Linked DNA regions of Danio rerio: region 1 is linked to region 2. A link is a contact called in public Micro-C data. All regions are on one chromosome and are shown on one strand. Each heading gives the region's core, a stretch centred on a gene start, on an enhancer-like site or on the middle of the called end of the contact. The rest is flanking DNA. Distances are from core to core; before and after follow the strand shown.

Region 1 (7,130 bases), core at 4,184-6,683, 85 kb after region 2:
GGGGCGACTGACGATTTGTGAGTAATAATTCCTACCATTCTTAACACTTTGTTGAAGAGTTTCTTTTATGTGCAATGATAAACAGTTCTCAACATACACTACCTGACAAAAGTCGCCTATCCAAGTTTTAGGAACACTAAATAATAACTTGACTTCTAGTTGATCATTTGGCATCAGAAGTGGCTTATATGAAAGGCAAATCCCTCTAGGATACGCTTATTTTACCACAATAAAATATGATCATGCCTTGATTTTTAATGATTTAATTTTGCTTAGACAGAAGTCTTGTCACTTAACAGAAATAATATACAGCATAGAATATAAAGTCATGATGCAGTGAAGAAAGAATTAATATTGTGTATGACTTCCATGAGCTTGGAGGACTGCAACCATACATCTTTGCAATGACTCAAATAACCTATTAATAAAGTCATCTGGGATGGGAAAGAAAGCGTTCTTGCAGGACTCCCAGAGTTTATCAAGATTCTTTGGATTCATCTGATGCCTCCTCCTTTATAATACCCCAGACGTGCTCAATAATGTTCATGTCTGGTGACTGGACAAAATAACTTATGATAAGAGTCCAAAATTAGTACACCCAAATTGAGATGTTCAGGAAAAATATTAAATAAAATTTTTTTTAAAGAGCAAAATTCAAGAGAAATTTTTTTTTGAAAATTTTGTTGAAATCTTGTAGTTTTAGTATTCTTCCCAATATTACACATGGATTTAAATGTATTATCTTTCTATTTCTAAAGATGTTTGGTGAATAAAATATTATTTTAATAAATATATCCGTTTAATGAATCTGTTTTATTTAAATGACCAAAATATATGACCTATATTCACTGAGAAACTGCTAAAAATATTAATTTTCAAAATGGGGTGTACTCAGTTATGTTGAACACTGCATGTGGTAACACTTCACATTAAGGTTCCATTAAGTGATGTTAAAGTATTTACTAACTTGGAAAAAAAAAAGAACAATACGTTTAGTAAAGTGTTTATTCATCTTTGTTAGCATAAGTTAATAAGAACAAGCTATTCATCGTTAGATCATGATAACTCACAGTGCATATTTTAATAATGCATGTTGCACTATGATTAAAAATGTTGTGAAGTATTGTTCATGATTAGTAGATACAGTAACTAATGAAATCTTATTGTAAAGTGTGGCCAAATTTATTTTATTGTTCAGAAATATTGCGTTATGCAAAGATGACAGATAATGTCGTCTCTTCAATGTGCAGTTGCTGTCATTCGTCAAATGTACGTTATCAGAGATGGAATACTGATTGATTGTGACCTAGACGCACCAGAGATATTTTGATCATTACAGTATTTGTCATGTCTGGGTATTTTCTCAAGGAGAAATTAATTGCATTTAAGGAATATTTTAGGATTTCCCAGGTCAAGAAACATTTGAAAAACACTAATGTGGATGAAGAGTGTTTGGACTTTATTTTAGTATGTGTACGTAATGTTTACTTATACTAGCAAGGTACTAGGATATTGTAAGGTAACGTAACTACTAATATTAAGGTAATTAGCCACTTGTGGCAATATCGATAACACCGTTAAATACCATTTTTCATGTTATTGTTATTGGTCTGATTTAAATTTGTTCGCTATTGTTAAACCGATAAATTAGGTGTTATTTTCTTTAATTAAACACTTCACATGCTTGCTGCCCCCCCCCCCCCCCCCACTTTTTAAAAATTAGGTTTGATTATTGGTATTATGAATTAGTTAATATTCAGTGATTTGGTTGTTTTATTCATGGATTTTTTTTAAATTGGGCAGTAAATAGAATAAGCTGTTCACTATATATGTTTGCCTTTTCATTTGGCAATCATGCTGAAAAGAAAAAGCAAAAATATTTACATATTATCGGCATACATATAATAATTTTATGGTATTCTACATGTCAAGAAATATTTGGAAAACACTAATGTGGATGTTGCCTATTGACCTCCAAATCAAAGAAGTTATCGGTTAACGGTTAACGGTAAAAATACCATATCGATGCAGCACTAATCAAAACTAAATAAAAGGCTTTGAGTGAGATATGTAAGAAACTAGTAGTAACCACAAGACAAGTTTGCAGAAAAAAAAAACCCTGACTAATACCTTGAAATAAAACATCCTGGGTCTCTTTTATAAATGTGGCATATGCACAAATCGGGGTGCATACGCTGTTTTTCCAAGCTAAGGTTGATATCAATAAAACACAAAATTGACTGTCCACATATTCCTGTCAAGTTTAAGTAGACATGTTGAACTTAAATGTTGACTAAATATTTATTAAATATTGACTAATTACTAAATCATCAATAAGCCATGATCAGTAATAAATAAATAAATAAATAAATAAATAAATAAATAAATAAATAAATAAATTCTGGCTTACTTTCGATTTTTAGTAGGTTTCTATGCAAAGATCCCTGAATATTGTCAATAGATATGGTAACCATAGTATAAGTGGAATAACTTACACTATAATGCACACTGACGCATAACAGCCACTTCGTCATCCTGCCAAAGTGGCTGTGGGGTGCATTATTTTCTGATAGTTTAACAGCCCATCAGATCTTCTTAGTAAATATATTAACTAGCATTAATTAATGAAACCTTATTGTGAAGTGCACTGTTAAAAATTATGGGTTTCATTTAATTGATTTAGGTTAGCTCAACATAAAGGAATCACCGTTAAGTTAACTTAGTAGTTGATGTTCAAGTGGATTGAACATAAAACAATTAACTTGTCTCGCCAAATAACTCAAGAATTGTGTTGTTTTAGCATAATTTATACTAGTAGGTTTTGAGTGTGTGACCAAGGAAACATCACCGCAATCTTCCATCTTTTCTCCCTCAGCTGCTGGATTAAAAATGACATGGTCTTCTATTTTGGTGTGGTGGCGTATTACTGTCTGGTCTTCCTGCTGAACCTGGCGATGTTTATCGTGGTGATGATCCAGCTGTGCCGCATCAAGCAGCAGAATCCTCATAACACACAGCAGCGCAGCGGCTGGCAGGAGATGCGCAGTGTGGCTGGACTCACCGTCCTCCTGGGCCTTACCTGGGGCTTCGCTTTCTTCGCTTGGGGTCCCGTCAACCTTGCATTCATGTACCTGTTTGCCATTTTTAACACTCTACAAGGTTAGTTTCAGTTTGCATAAGACCATTTTTGATGAGTAAATTACACACATTATTACACCAAAACATTTTCTGCTGCTTGTTTAAACTACCTATTTAAAACTAATTGAAACAACACAATTCTTAAGTTTTTATGGTACAACTTAATTGTTTCATGGTGATTCCACTTAAATTTGTAAAAACGTTTTAAGTAGATTGAACATAAAATCTTGCATTCATGTACCTGTTTGCCATTTTTAATACTCTACAAGGTTAGTTTCAGTTTGCACAAGACCGTTTTTAATGAGTCTTGATAATATCACACATTTTTTACACCAAAACATTTTTTTTTTGCTGCTTGTTCAGACAACTTTTATAAATGAATTAAAACAGCACAATTCTTAAGTTCTTTTTTTGGGACAACTTAATTGTATTGTCAAAATCAAAATATTAAATTCTTCTCCAATTTTGATAGTAAATATACTAGTAAATCTGGTTTAAATAGTTTATAATTAAAAGTTTTAGCAGACATTAACTTGTTAATACACTTTTTAAAAATATAAAAATATAAAACTTACATTTTAACAGTTAGATATTAAAAAACAAACAAAACAAAAAAACAAAAACAACCAATTTTTGGTTGTGCTAGCCAATGGTAAAAGTAGGTACTAATGGCATAGTAGGCAATTTTGGTTCAACTAACAAAACCTTGTCTATTAGGGTATACCAGATTTTTTCCAGACGTAATGTACCCGTAAACTCTGTCAGCCACATTATAAGAGCTCCCAACTTCTTTCAAAACAAAAGGATAATTTTTTTGGCAGAGATCAACCCATATGAAACAAACTGTTGTTGTCCTCGTGTAAGTCTTAAAAATTCTTCAGAAACTCCAAATATAATTAATATAGGATTTGGTTCAATCAGAATGTCTCATGTATCTGAAAAACTCTGTAATTTGGGACACATATAGTAACATAAGAATGAGACAGGTTGGAATTTAATATAATATCTGATTATTAAAATAATCTATATTAAATTTGAGTACTTGAAAGGGAATGTTTTTTTTTTAAATATGTATTTTAATTTAACTTAAAATATTTACCCTTAGGATTATGTGTCTAACATTAGGATAGGACTTACAATGATACACTTAATACAAATGTAACATTTTTCAGATAATATTTTAATAATTAAATTATTAATATCTGATGTTAATTATTAATTAATTTACTTAGTCATTTATTTAATCGATAAATGGATAAACTGAATTTTATTTGTATTAAATTGTACTGCTTTGGCTTAAGCACAGAAAAACGAAAATGCAAAATTCTAAATGCTTAAAAAAATACTTTAAATACATTTTTTTCCACATGCTATAAGCTTTTTAAAAAATATTTACAATTTATTATTTTTTATTTAATTATTATTATATGAATTATTTTTTAATGATCCCTCAGCATAATTAAAATTTATTTGTAAAAAAAAAAAGTTTTATTTATTTTTTTAATGTTTTTTATGGTTTGTGAAAAATGGCCCATGCTCTTACCATTTTTTATTATATTTTATTATCATATTTTAATAAACTTTTTCAAAAGTTAGCGATACAGAACATCGAAACTAAGCAGCAAACTAAAGTAAAACATAAACACACACAGTATATATATATATATATAAAAAAAATAATAATAAATAAATGAAAAGGGAGGAGATACAGTATAAACCAATGGAGATAAAACTCCTTTGTCAAATCAAACCTGAGATCCACCTGTCCTGAGATCCACCTGAACCTGAGAACTTCTGAGATCCACTGTCTCTTACCATTTTTAATAAGGTTTTGACTATTTTGAATATGAAAATAGCTAATTTTGTATTTAATGTGAAAGAGGTTTTATCATGTTTTGGTTGAGTAAAAATATAAAAATTGATTTAGAAACCTTTAATGACTCCAAATGTTTGAATACTTGAAGATAAAAAGGATGTAAGGATTTTTCAGTTATTGTTTTAGTGCATAGATACTGCATTGCTCATTTGTCAGAACTGAAGGGCTCTTTTGCTGCAGTAGTTATTATCATATAGCACAATCCAGTGTCACAACTCCTTTGTTCGATATCATCAAGTCAGTGTTTATTTTTGGCGTTCGGATGGAATGTTGACACTTGATTGTCCCTGCAGGATTCTTCATCTTTGTGTTCCACTGCGCCATGAAAGAAAACGTCAGACGACAGTGGAGGACATACCTGTGTTGTGGCAAACTGAGACTGGCAGAAAACTCAGGTATGAAGCCTTTGTTAGTTCACGCATGAGTCTGGCTTGCTTTTGTGTGGGATGTTTATCTAATTACCGAATTCTGACGCAACAGAATGGAGTCGCACAGCAACTCAGAAAATAAACAAAGCCTCCAAGAGAAAGATGTCTTCATTGCGTTCGTCAAATTCAAATCATTCAAGCTCATCTTTCCTAAACCGTGACAGTCTGGCATCTGAAGTGCCCTTTGGCATTGGTGAGTATTGAGTGACTGACTAGCTGATATTCAGGGTTGCCAGGTTTTCACCACAAAATAATACTTTAGGCAATCAAAACTATAAACGTAAAGTAAATGCAGAACAAATCCATCAAAAGTCCACCGTAATCTAATGAAATTCTTTTCAAATAAACATTCAAGATACTCCTAAATAAATTGCAATAGATGAACATTCACTTTAGATGATATATACTTTTAAAGGTGGTACGTTTAAGTTTTTGACTTTCCTAAAACTTAAAAAATCCATAATATGTTTGGAAATGTTTAAGAAACATGCTAAGTGAACAGGTTAATCTAAAAACAATGCTAAAGTCAGTTATTCTCCTTCAAAATTGTGCGTTCCGTGTCTTTGTTTTGGTCTCTATAACTTGCCCACTGCCAGTTCACCAAATATGTTTCAGCACCCTGGTCCTTGGTGGATAACACAGCATATTTAATTTCAGTCGTGAAGGTTATTTCACTGAATATGCTACTACCGTTACTACAGCTGAAATGTTAGCACTGAAATATTATACTCTACATAATTTATAATCTACCAATGACAAAAACTGAACAAGGATGATGAAATCGAGTACTCATACTTTTCTGAGGCTCTAGGAGAGTGTGCAACTGTTTCTGTTTCATTGGTAAAATAACAACTTAAAGGTGCAGTATGGTTGAACTAGGCATTGCAGTACAAATTCCAAATAATAGAGAGAGATTTATTTCATTAGCTTATCATAAGTCATTAAATATGATTAGACCATAGCATCTCACTAGTTTTCTTATAAAATCTTATATATTTTTTAGTTTCTTCATGTATTAAAAAGTTCCTATTTTCCAGGCTGACATAGCTAGGAACTATACTCTCACCTTGGCGTAATAATCAAGGAACTTTGCTGTCGTACCATGGCTGCAGTAGGTGCGAAGATATTATGCACCACCTGAAAATAGTCCCCAGCTAGGTAACTACTACAGTAACAGTGCTGCGTAATATTATTGTTTGTACATGGTTATGAACAAATACAAGATTAGAAGTGTGGTTGCCAAGTCCACACTTTCCCAGGTAATTGGTCTACTTTTAACCACTTCCTGTGCATTGTCAGCCTGGAAAATAGGAACTTTTCAATTTGATGGACTACAGAAGAGCGACGCAGTGGTGCAGTAGGTAGTGCTGTCGTCTCACAGCAAGAAGGCCGCTGTTTCGAGTCCCGGCTGGGCCATTTGGCATTTCTGTGTGAAGTTTGCATGTTCTCCCCATATTGGTGTGGATTTCCTCTGGGTGCTCCGGTTTCCACCACAGTCTAAAGACATGCGCTATATACAGTAGGTGAATTGGGTAGGCTAAATTGGCCATAGTGTATGTGTGTCTATGAGTGTGTATGGATGTCTCCGAGTACTAGGTTGCAGCTGGAAGGGCATCTGCTGTGTAAAACATATGTTGGATAAGTTGGCGGTTCATTCCACTGTGGCGACCCCTGATGAATAAAGGGAC
Region 2 (6,659 bases), core at 2,183-4,682:
TAAAATCATTGTGGTAAAAGTTCTTCAGTAAGGCGATAGATTCTACCCAGCAGGCACACAATGTCTTAAGACTTTGATATTTGGTTAGATTTAGGTCGTGACGTCAGGTGACCAAAATTCCATCTCTAGCATCCAAGGACAGCGTTATTTTGATGTCCAATAATGACGTCAAATAATGTTTGATATTTGGTTGATTTTAAGTTGTGTTGGAAAGTGACCAAAATTCAGCGTCGAACCAACATCTTAAACCAACTGTCACGTTACGCGATTAAACAGGAACAAAAGGTGCGGATCCAAGTGCAGATTTTAATATAATATCGTGCAGAAACAGTGACAAAAAATCCAAAATTGCAAAGTGCAAAATAACAAAATGGCAAACAAACAAAACAAGAAACTAAGACAGATTAACTCGAACTAGACTATAACAAGATGCAAGAACAAGATCAGGAACAGCATACCAAGGATGACAAGATATACAAACGACGCAGTAACAAACAGAGGTGGAATGGTTGTATAAATAGTCCAGGAAATCAACGGTAAACAGACACAGCTGTGATGGCAGATCAGTGTACGTGGACCGGATGTAATGCGCGTGGTATGTATGGACTTGTAGTTTTTGGGCGCTGTAGTTCACTCTCAGTGTCCGTTGAACTACAGCGCCCTCAGGTGGTCACTGACAGTCATGACACTAGCATCATATTGTCGTCAAATACTGACGTTTATTCGTCAGCTATAGCAACCAAAATATAATGTATAATAGATGTCGTAGTGGTAACGTTCACACAACGTCAACTGTAGCATCATTAGGTGTTGATATTTGGTTGATTTCAGGTTGGACGTTGCACATTGATGTCGTCTTACCTTGAGTTCTGTCGTCAACCTGATTTTCATTTCCAAACAAAATGCAACGTCCACACAATGTTGGGGTACAACGTCAATTTGTAGTCATGTTGATGACCTGTGCCTGCTGGGTAGTTTCGGAATGAAAACCTCTATTTGTTTTCAGGGAAATAGATTTTTTTAAACAATAGCTGATACATTTTTAAAGGGTCAGTTCACCCAAAAAAGAAAATTATGTCAATTAATTACTAGTGGTGTAACGGATCACATCTCATGGTTTGGATCACACTATGGTTTTTGAGTCATGGATCGGATCATTGATTTGGATCAGCAAAAAAAAGGCTCCTCCTTTTTTAATATGATTTCCATTTATTACCAAAACAGCACTGCAAGAAACGTTTGGTTTTAACAAACAGAACTTAAAACTTGTAATTTTAATAAAGAATTAAAATCAAGAAATAACCAGCTGAATAAAAGAAAAGGTAAAATATTAAATACTGTGATCTTTGCTGATAATGCTAAATGTATAAATGTTTTTAACATTATAATCTTGTACAACACGTCATGTGTATTTTTTACTCTCATTTTCAATTAATGATTCAGTGATTCACTCATAGACCTTTGTTTACCTTCATAACACAAATTAAGATACTTTAGATGAAATTTGAGAGCTCCCTCATCCTCCATATAAAGATGTCCCGAGGCGTTTTAAGTCCAGAAAAGAAACCAAAAACTTTGTCAGAAAATTCCAAGTGATCTCAGTGGTTCAAATCTAATCATACAAAGCTCCATGAAGACTTAACAGCAGGTGGCGCTCTAGGCTAGTTTTTAACCATAAATGTAAATGCTCATTAGGAATGATTTTCTTTCTTTCGTTCATCTTGAAAGTTGGCTTTTATGCAGAGGTGGATATAACCAGTAATTCAATTCAATATTAATACATCTTTATGTCTATAGCGCTTTTACAATGTAGATTGTGTCAAAGCAGCTTAACATAGAAGTTCTAGTAAGCAGTCGCTTAGGGCCTCAGGAAATTGGGGTCTCTTAATAAATACCTAGAAGTGTAAATTCTACCTATAAATTATATGAAACAATTTTCTAGCCATCTGCTTTTAAAAAAATCAGTTCAGAATCGATTTCCTTAATGATTTTTTTCCACATTTTTCACCACATTTTTTTGCCGTGCAGGCTTCAGTGGGTGACCAAAACGCCTTTAACTTTTCGCAGAGATTTCTTATTATTGATGTGAAATGTAAATATGCATGCTCTGATTCAGTTCTGTTATTTATATGCTGTGTACCTTGTGTTTCTAACCGTCTTACTTTGCATGCCAGTTTTTTCAGCTTTATAATGGGATTACACTCTTCCAAATGACTCAGCTTCCAGAATGGAAAGAGTGGCAGGTAAAAAATTTAAGTATAACTCTTTATCAAGGAGGTATTAGCTAAATAAAACATTGAACAAACAAAAACCATAAACATTAAATAAATAAAACATAAAATAGCATATTTACACAACACAATTTTCCACTAAAAATCACATCAATTCAATCTGAAATGTCTTCTTTTGTTTCTTAGGTTCTCATGTGTGGCTCTACTTTTCTCGTTTTGTTCATGGGAAACTTCTTCACCACTCTCGGTGTTGTTTACCACAAATACATGGATCAGGACAAAGCCAAAGGTTTATAGGCAACTGAACTCTTTACCAAGGCAATTTAAGCTTTATATTATTGATTTTTAACATGGTTATAAATGGGATTATTGTGCTATTCATGTCATTCTCATGACTCTCTGACTTAAATGTTTCTCCTGTTTGTGGTTCATCTTGACTAAATGGTGGTTTTTATAAACTTGTCTGAAGGCACAAGTGAAAGTCTTTTCTTTAAATCTAAAAAATATATATTTAATATTTTGTTGTAATATTTATTCAGTGAATAAACAGTTTTTCTATTAAATTCATGACAACAGGCTTGTGTTTTTCTACATTTTTGATCATTTGTTTGATTGTTTGTCTACAAGTTGTTGATTTTTCAGATTAAACCCTAAGAAGGAGGTTTATGTAATAATTTTTTTAAATTCCTATTTCACTTTGTTAACGTGACATCACTATGACATCATTAGCGTGAGTGATAGAGCATGTGCATTTAGCCACATTTTAGCCATGTCTTTGGGGGATTTTAGGGTTATTTCATAAATTGATTCAGGAAGGCGTTTCAAAAATGGGAAATAAAAATGTTTTACTTACGTTTTTTGAACCAAGACATATCGGTCTCGGCTTGGCACTTGAACTTGGTGAACTTTTAATATTGCTCGTATTTCCCTTTTCCAACTACACCCTTGTAACATTTATGCTTGCCAGATAAACAAGAACAATCAGCACGCACGTAATCACGCATCCTCAGTTTTGACGACGAGTACCGCTGTAAATAAATATATACGAATAAAACGTGTCGTTTCATTTTATTTAAATATTTTAACGCATATCAAATACTTCAACAAAGAAATTAGTTTGAGCTGTTGAGTCAAACTGTTAGTAGTTTGATAACATCAGCGAGGGATTTTTGGATATGCGTCTGGCAACACAATATGACGTAAGCTTGCGCTGTGCTCCGCTCTCCAGGCAGCTAACCGGAGGTATGTGTGTATTTTGTGTTTTTTTGCGTTGTATTGTCAATAAATTACAATGATAACGCTGACTAGTCGTGTATTGTCAATCCCCCATTATAGCCGTAAACAAAAAGCGAACATTTGGCTTTTATACGTTACAATATATCTCTCCTGTACAAAAAGTATTATGCCTGTAATAGCATTGAGTCAGATCAGATGGTAGGCAATGCGTAACGTAACTTTTCTACGTGATACTAAATGATTTCCATATTCATATTAGATGGTAATTTAAAGTATTCAAATAACAAAGCTGTAATACCATGATAAATCACCAATACACTCGTTAGTATTGTAGTATTTGTGCTTTTTAGCATTTGACGATGGTTTTGTAAGTTGTTTTGTAAGTTAACGCGTCATAGCTGCGTTGAAAGTTTGTGATTAACGTTAGTGGAAGAAAATACTAGGAATTAATCACAGTCATTCAATGGAAAGGACGTTTTGTACTGTTCTTCATTATGTAATTACAGTGAGTCTTCAAAAGAGGGCACAACATGACAATAAGTAACGTTACACTGTTGCTTCATACGTACAGTATGTCATGTCAGCTATGGGAAAAGAGGCTACCTGAGAATTTATGTGAATTGCCAGTTCTCGAAGAAAATATGGTCCGAGATGATCAATTTCATAAATGACAAATTATTGCCAAATTTTCATTTAGAATACAAACATATTATTTTTGGGTTTTTAAACTACAGAAAAAAATAGAGAAAGAAGCTTATTGTATCAATCTTTTGATAATATTTGCAAAGTACCATATTCACAGATGCAAATTCAATAACCAAAAACCATTTTATTCTGCTATACTAATTGAATTAAAACACTACATACAACATAAAGCAAATCACTCATAAAAAAGCCACCAAAACCGCTTTTTTACTTGAAACCTTTAAGATTTTGTAATCTCACAAGGCCCTTCTCGGTTAGTGTGCATACTTACACATTGTCTTATATGTTTTGTTCTGTACACCCCTGACACATTTTGTATTGTATTATAAACGTTGTTCTTTAAGCATTTAATAATAATCAAAACTTGAGAGTTCTCGCATCTTTTCTTCAGTAACAATTTACAATTTGTGTCACAATTTACTTTAAAAATGCTACAAATGATGATAGTGTTATGAGTTAAACGTGATATTTGCTTTATTCTGTGAACTACAGTTTACATTTCCTCCTAATTTAAAAAGAAAAAGTTGTCATTTAGTGCATATGTTTTGCACAAAATATGAAAAAGATGCCATTGTTTCAGACATGCTTATATTAACTTTAGACAAGACAATACCAATGTTTTAACATCAGGAGAGTTAAAACAAACTATTTTTCAAGACTCCTGATTTTGAATCACGGTAAATGTAAACATTTGTAATTTTTAACAATTGTCATTTTTTGAAAAAAGATAACCACGACCAGTTTTGACTTTTTTTGAAGATATGTAATATATGTGTTGGGGCAGCGTGGTAGCTGAGCAAAGGTCACTGGTTTGAGCCTCGGCAGGGTCAGTTGGCATTTCTGTGTGGAGTTTGCATGTTCTCCCCGTGTTTGCGTGGGTTTTTTCCTGGGGCACTGGTTTCTCCGACAAGTCCAAAGGCATGTTCTATAGGTGAATTGAGTAAGCTAAATTGTCCATAGTGTATGTATGTGAACAAGTTTGTATGGGTGTTTCCCAGTGATGGGTTGCAGCGGCAAGGGCATCCGCTGTGTAAAGCATATGCTGGATAAGTTGGCGGTTCATTTCACGACCCCGGATTATTAAAGGGACAAAGCTAATTAGAATGAATGTTGATATATGTAATATATATGTAGGTATCTTGCTGAATGTAAAAATTGTTTAAAAAATAATTTGTGGGCATATTGAATTCACAGTAAAGTGTCTAATGTTTCATATAACTTTTGTGAATGCCATCAAAATATCAGCAAAATGTAATTCCATCATCATTAAGGGCCCTATCATACACCCAGCGCAATGAGGTGCAAGATGTGTTTGGTGTGATTTGTTGCTATTTTCAGACCAGCGCAACCCTAATTTTCCTGTTTTGCACTACATTGTTTAAATAGCAAATCCATTTGCGGCACTTTATGGACTCATGGGTGTGCCGGTCTAGAAAGGAGGTGTGTTAAGGTGCATTGTTGGTGCGTTGCTGTTTTGTGGAAGTAAAAAATACTGCACAATTGACCAGCTAAAACTGCTCTAAAGTCCAGCACAGAGTGTGTTAGATATGCTCCTATGCAAGTTCAAACACTTACACATTGCTTAATACACACAGGATGAACAGCAACACACAAATATCTTAACAAATGAAAAAAAAAAAATTAAAATGTTACAAAGATTATTATTTACCACATAAATATAAAAAACACTGCCTCCATGCTTCACCTCGGGGGTCTTTTTCTGTTTATTCATGACAATTTGCAGATGTACAATCTTATTTTTATTAATACTTTTCATTTTATGCATATTTATATTTGTTTTAATAAAGTGTAATTATTATAAATTCTAATCAAGTTTAGATTTGTCCATCTGATGTGTTTTGGGGAGGTACGCATCACCATATGGGGCATAAGAATGTGTTTTTTGATATAACTATTTAATAATTATATATTTTTCTTTACCACACTTCATTATTATTGTTCACTTATTTGTTTGCTGGAAATTAGAACTGAATTTAGAAACAGTTTTGAAACAAATCTTTGCTCTAAACAAACAAAATTAAATATGTAGGCCTAGAGCTGCACGATTCTGGCTAAAATGAGAATCGCGATTCATTTGCTTAAAATAAAGATCACGATTTTCTCATGATTCTGTAGATGGAAAGTAAAGGTTAATAAGTAGTCTTATTTTTATTTCTCAAACATATGGTAAAACAATAATAATATTATAGGTAGGTCTACTGTTGGTTAAAATGCTCAATTTTGAATAGACTTAATTTGAATTATTGTTTGAGACATGTGCTTGCAATCTGTCATTGACAACATTATTAGACCATTTTTTCCTACTGGTAAAATCAGACATTTGTTATTATCAGATTCACACTTTCTATATAGTCAACATCACATAAGCAAGAGTAGTCAAACTGACACAGTAAACATTTATTCTCATGCACAACAATCTGTGTTTGCTATGAAAGAAAAACAAAATAAATGTTTGTCGTAATCATT

The links. Hi-C and Micro-C count contacts between places; a contact is called where the count stands out from the background.
Region 1: a contact with region 2 is called in a Micro-C map of caudal fin, with 5 times the contacts expected there. The contact joins the enhancer-like site here to the promoter of pora in region 2. A contact is called at or near these places in 2 of 18 Hi-C or Micro-C datasets (caudal fin and hematopoietic stem cells) and 1 of 4 datasets of contacts at active chromatin or transcription factors (caudal fin).

The regions. Positions count from the first base shown.
Region 1 is chr10:40,372,033-40,379,162 of GRCz12tu, forward strand. LOC101883602 reads left to right here. Exons shown (of 36, transcript XM_009305521.5): 32 at 1-17; 33 at 2,876-3,159; 34 at 5,308-5,409; 35 at 5,495-5,635. Among named protein-coding and RNA genes, the nearest start is that of rhbdd2, 38 kb to the left of the region's middle. Within about 2 kb of position 5,434, at least 2 of the 62 cell types and tissues checked have an H3K27ac peak or open chromatin away from gene starts, as enhancers often do. A contact at or near this core is called in caudal fin, where this site is marked.
Region 2 is chr10:40,288,602-40,295,260 of GRCz12tu, forward strand. pora (P450 (cytochrome) oxidoreductase a) reads left to right here and starts at 3,433. Exons shown (of 16, transcript NM_001034982.1): 1 at 3,433-3,473. tmem120aa (transmembrane protein 120Aa) reads left to right here. Exons shown (of 12, transcript NM_001082983.1): 11 at 2,175-2,243; 12 at 2,418-2,798. The coding sequence ends at 2,528.